2 separate regions of the Clupea harengus genome follow, and region 2 is linked to region 1. A link is a contact called in public Hi-C data. All regions are on one chromosome and are shown on one strand. Each heading gives the region's core, a stretch centred on a gene start, on an enhancer-like site or on the middle of the called end of the contact. The rest is flanking DNA. Distances are from core to core; before and after follow the strand shown. Region 1 holds the start of LOC116219628 (zinc finger and SCAN domain-containing protein 2-like). Region 2 overlaps LOC105903819.

The links. A called contact is a pair of places that touch in the nucleus more often than the background predicts.
Region 2: a Hi-C map of muscle shows a contact between it and region 1, with 2.3 times the contacts expected there. The contact joins the enhancer-like site here to the promoter of LOC116219628 in region 1. A contact is called at or near these places in 2 of 2 Hi-C or Micro-C datasets (head and muscle).

The regions. Positions count from the first base shown.
Region 1 is chr25:1,752,957-1,755,656 of Ch_v2.0.2, forward strand. LOC116219628 (zinc finger and SCAN domain-containing protein 2-like) reads left to right here and starts at 1,429. Exons shown (of 7, transcript XM_031563250.2): 1 at 1,429-1,767. The coding sequence starts at 1,495. theg (theg spermatid protein) reads right to left here and starts at 1,363. Exons shown (of 8, transcript XM_031563251.2): 1 at 1,073-1,363.
Region 2 is chr25:1,827,642-1,830,341 of Ch_v2.0.2, forward strand. LOC105903819 reads left to right here. Exons shown (of 10, transcript XM_031563205.2): 10 at 1-1,159. The coding sequence ends at 848. Among protein-coding and RNA genes, the nearest start is that of LOC105903819, 16 kb to the left of the region's middle. Within about 2 kb of position 1,345, the one cell type or tissue checked has open chromatin away from gene starts, as enhancers often do.

The DNA.
Region 1 (2,700 bases), core at 179-2,678:
AACTGTACCTGAATATTGTGTTACTGTCCCCAAATACAACGATTTAATGAGAACACAATGTTTACATAAAGTTATGTAAACCCCCATTACCGTTGTCAGATTGCATTGCTGGTTGTGACCGAACTTTAACGTTACAGCTTGACTGTGTATTAACTTAAAATACAAACATACAAAAGGAAGTGACATGAAGTTAAAAAGAAGAAGTGACATGAAGTTAACTTTCGACTCTTTCGACAGAAACATCCTGTTGACGCGTACATTCTCGAACTTATTCAGGGTCTGACTGGTTCAAAACGGTAGCTATGGGAGCACCGCTGTTCCAAAGTACACGCTCAACAGTTGCTATGGTAGCTCCAAACTTTACTTTCCACGGAGGAGCAGTGGCTCATTAGCATTTAAAGGAACAGGGATTCAAAACAGGTAGCTCTGAACAGGGCTGTTTTAGACAGGAAGGGAATGGTGTTGTTTTGCTTGAAACTTTTTGACCCAAGTATGTTTTCGATACAGATATTTCAATCACGGTGCTATGAATTGCTGACAGCTAGCGAGCTGTTGGTGGAGGAGGAAGTGTTTTTGTTCGTGACTATAAAGGAAGGTAACACTGTATGTGTGCTTCCTAGGGATCTCATAATGTAGAAAGAGTAGGGCTTAAATTCATTTTCGGTAAAGTACCTAAAAGTTTCTGCCCAACTTTACTGGTGTGCTCAGTGCCAGTAACACAGGCAAGTTTTCTCAACCTAATTTTAAACGAAGAAGTAATACCAGTTAGAACTCGTATTTATCTTAATTAACTCCAACGGTTACACTTCAGCTGTAGGCAGTTATCCTAGGTAGGCTAGCTATCCATACGTATGTTCAAATGGGATGGGAGGTATAGACAAAGTCCTTTATAACGTTTATAGCCTAGTGAAAAGTTGTTATTTTTCATTCTTTCAACAGCATTAACAGTAGCGTTTAAAATCTGTGGATAGCTGTTCAATTATTTCTGGGTCCAATAACGTCTCTGCTATCCCAAAGCCTGGTCTGTAGGACCATGAAATGCATTTTTGCTTTGCTAATAATATTAGCCTACCTGCAAACCGCCTGTCAAACGCTGTCGCCTTTGGGTCAGCTCAGGAATCCATCTGTTGCTGTAGCAACATCTGACGCGGTATCAAAGTTGCATGCCTGCATCCTATAACGTCACTGGACAATTTATATATTAAGTTTCCTCAATGTAAAGATGGCCTTTTATGCTTCCCCCTTTCTTTTATCGTGTCATATAGCTTTTTGTTCATGTAAACGGTCTGCAAAGTAACAAAAAAGCCAACCAGAGGGAGTAACTCACTCCCACAGAAACCTATTTTCTCAGCTGCCTGAAAGGCTTGGAATTCAAGCCCCTTTCCTTTGTGTAAAAGATGACGCAATCTCGTAACACAATCCTGGCAGCATACTTGGCACGCCCTCACACAGCAACTACTGTACGCCGGGGAGAGGTTGTTTAGCTTTGTAGCCATGTCGAGGAGACGCTGTGTTTTGCGTTGTGAGGGGAAATCTCCTTTGTATGCTCTGCCAAAGGTAGAACAACAGAGAAGTCAGTGGTTGAACTTCGTTTTTACTAATGTTCCCTCCACTGTTCCGAACATTTTACTGTGTGTCCGGCACTTCACGGAGGACTGCTTCAAAAACCGTGCGCAGTTCGATGCTGGATTTTCACAGCTCTTACTCCTAAAGGACGGGGCAATTCCAACTTTGTGTGGCCCAAGTGGAGCTTCAGGCTCACAACCTGTAAGTATAAGCATTCATATTTGTGGATGTGCGATATTTAAAATAAACAAGCTAGCTACTACCAGTGTGGAGTTGGCTGTAGCTAAGCCGTAGACCCAATGCTCAGCTGTAAGCTTCGTTGATAACTTGCCAACTAATGTTATTGTTATGATGGTTTTGCTCATCAACTGCAGGACCACTTTTAACGATGTTTTTTTCGATTACTAGATGTTGAACAGTGTTCAAGTGTGGATGTAGATTTATGATTACAAGCTGTAATGTTACAGTCGCAACCCAAAGTAGGCTTCTGCTAACCGGATAGCTAAGTTTCTAAAAAAAAAAACGGTATATTTAATTTACTCATGTATTATTTCGAGTCCTGCCTGCCTGATGACTGCCTGTCTGTTCGCGGGATCGGCTTTGAAACTCCCCGGACATTACAATGGCTTCTAAGGCGAAGTACCCTAGATAGCCAGCACAATTGGCCTGATTTTTGATGAGTGTTAGCATTATCGCCTAAGGTCCGTTTCGGCAGAAGTACTGTGGCTCTTGAATGAGCCAAGTCCGACATGCTGTAGTAGGACTGAAGCTTAATTTATGGTTAGTACATTGCTTTTTACTCGGCCCGATAGTTGTTTAGTCTGCTACTGACGGCGTCAGACGCAAGATGTATTAAAGTGTGTGACTCGACGCTCATGGGGCTGACATTTATCATGTCATTGCTCTTTGGCATCAGTAATACAATATTATGCGACAGACGGACACAATACCATACAAGTCCCATTTCTGTAAAGTGACTGTCGTCCTGCTACCTATGGAAAAGCCATAGACCGACTGTCATCAGCAATATGAAGCCAGGACGCCGTGTAAAGGTCTCCTTTGGACACCATCTGGTAAGTGACTGACACTTGTGAGATTTTACTTGTGTTTCATCAATGTAAATTATAAGTGTAC
Region 2 (2,700 bases), core at 95-2,594, 75 kb after region 1:
TTTACATTGACATCCAGGGACTTCCTTATAAAAGCTACCAAGTGACCACCAAAAATGACAGCCAGGAAGCCTCCAGAAAAAACACTGTAGAAGTACCAGACGAACTCCTCGCTCAGTCAATATATATTCTTTTTGAAAGTCTGAACACCTTTAAAGCCCACGCTATACAATGCCACGGCATAAGCCGTTTTCGCAATCTCTGTGTGGACTGTGGCAAGTTCATTACCATGGTGAACACAGTTGCGGGTGGACCCCCGCACATCTGCGAGCACAAGGCCAAGCCCATCGTCTGCCCAAGCTGTGGCAAAAGGTTTGCCACTAAGATCGGGCTCCAGGCGCACATCAGCCGAATCCACAATGAGAAGTACTTGCTCTCCTGCCGCTACTGCCTCAAGGCTTTTAAATCCCATCATGCCAAGCAGAAGCACGAGGAGAGTCACGTACAAGAGCTGCTGAGGTACCACTGCCCCGACTGCCCAATGCGATTCCCAGACCGCCCCAGTTGGTGCGCTCACAGGAAGAGCCACTGGCCCAATGGAAATAGCATCTGTGAGGTCTGTAATAAGAGCTTCCCCCATGTCGCTAAGCTCATTAGACACAAGTTGGTCCACACGGGACAGAGGCCCTACAGCTGCAAGCAGTGCGACCGCTCCTTCAACCAGCCAGGGCACCTCAAGTCCCACATGCGCGTCCACACAGGGGAGAAACCCTTCAAGTGCCAGGACTGTGGGCAGTGCTTCAACCACAACGTCAGCCTCAAGAACCACATGCAGCGTCACCATGAACCAGGAGCTGAGGGGAAGAAAGGCAAAGTTAGGTTGAGGAAAAAAAAGCAAAAAAACTGTTGAGATTTACTGACCCCCCCCCCCTCCCTATGATAGTTGAGGACACTACAGAGGTGTTGAAGGAAAGACTAGCCAATTTGTTCTGATTTGCACACCTGCTCCAGATGTTCCAGGGAAAAAGAGATGCTGTACGAAGATGAGGAGAAACTCTGTGAAGGTTGGCAGTCCAAGATGACCATGCCAGTACAAGGTGTTCAGAAAAGATGGCTGGCAGAAAAGGTCAGAGGGAGACCACTGTTAGAAAGTTATCATGAAATATTTTCTTGTTTTGTATTCACAATTTTTCAGTAAAATAAATGTTTTCTAATGTTTAACACAATGCCTTGAACTCTTAATCAGCTGAACTCGACATGTGACTTTTACACTACAGCCATTAACACACCATTACACGGTTGGTTTCCAGGCATCAGTGAAAGGTCTTGTGGTTTGTCCTACACCACTACTGAGTGTGAGGCCTTGATGTTCCCAGCTGCACCAATGGAGTATGTTGATACGTCATCTGTAAGCCACGTGTGAGGGCAAGCCATCTGATTGGCTGATCTCATTCAGCATGGCTGTATGATGACTGGATAGTTACAGCACTGGTTCACGTTAGAAAGTGTAAGACAGAAACGTTTGCATTAAGACATGTATTCATTTGGAGTGTGTGATCAACCACTTACTATTTATTTATTGATGGGTGGATGTACTGTATATGTAACACTTGTTTACATACAATCTAAGATCTGGGCCATCAGAAGATTCTAGATGCTTTTCAGGTGCGCAGTCAATCACAAGAAACAGGGTTTGATAACTTTCAGATTTTAGTGGTAAATAATTATTTACAAGGCTCAACATTTAAAAAATGTAAAATAAAAACATGCATCAAAATATCTCGATATCAAAACCTTAAATCAACTCAAACTCTTTATGAATTCCTATTTACTCTATTATAATCTTATTAATCTCTTATCTTTTATATAATCTTTTATAATCTATTTTCTTCTTATTTGTTCTATTTTATAATCTATTTGCTTCTTATTTGTTCTATTTTATTTCTTTACAACAGTTAAATGTAGTTATCTTTAATATAAATGATATATATGTATAAGTATTTAATAAATAGTTAATAAATAAATAATTTAATTATCTAATAAAGTTTTATCTAATTTAAATTCTCAAGCAAATCTTAACCTTAGTTCTTAACTTTATCAAATTCACATAACCCAACACAATTGTACAGGCAATTAAATATGTTCAAAGTATCAGTGTGTTCATTCAGTGTCTTCTTTAAATAAAAAGAACATGTAAAGTCTTACGTATCCGTGGAACTTCAGCTATCAAGCTATCAAACAGTTCTCAGTCAGTTGGACTGGATGTGGTGTGGGATCCGTATTTTTCTGTTGTTCGGTGGGAGGCTCGCCATTTAGTTGTCGTCGTTGTTTTCAAGGAGTATTTAGTCAGTCCGTCAATATTCACTGTAGATGATTCCACAATGACAATCTTCATTTCGATCTTCAAAGTTTTCAAACAAACATCTTTGTCCAGCAGGTCCGCTGTAGCTCGGTGTAGCTAGCTGGCTAGGCTACAAGTTAGCACTCAACTAGCACAAATCGCGTATTTTCAAACTGTACAACTGTACCTTTTCTATCAAACTCGTGTAAAACACTTTAACTTTAAAATATCATCGAATAATTCAATTTTGTTTAATTAATTGGGTCAGTAAAGACGTTGAATTTTTAAAAGGTTGTCACTGTGAATTTTTAAACCGCCTTCTTTTTAATCTCAACGTCTTCTCTCTATATAAAGATGATTCTGATATTCAAAGTAAAAGTTGCGCGTGCTCTTCAGCACGCACTACGTCCTGTAGAGGGCG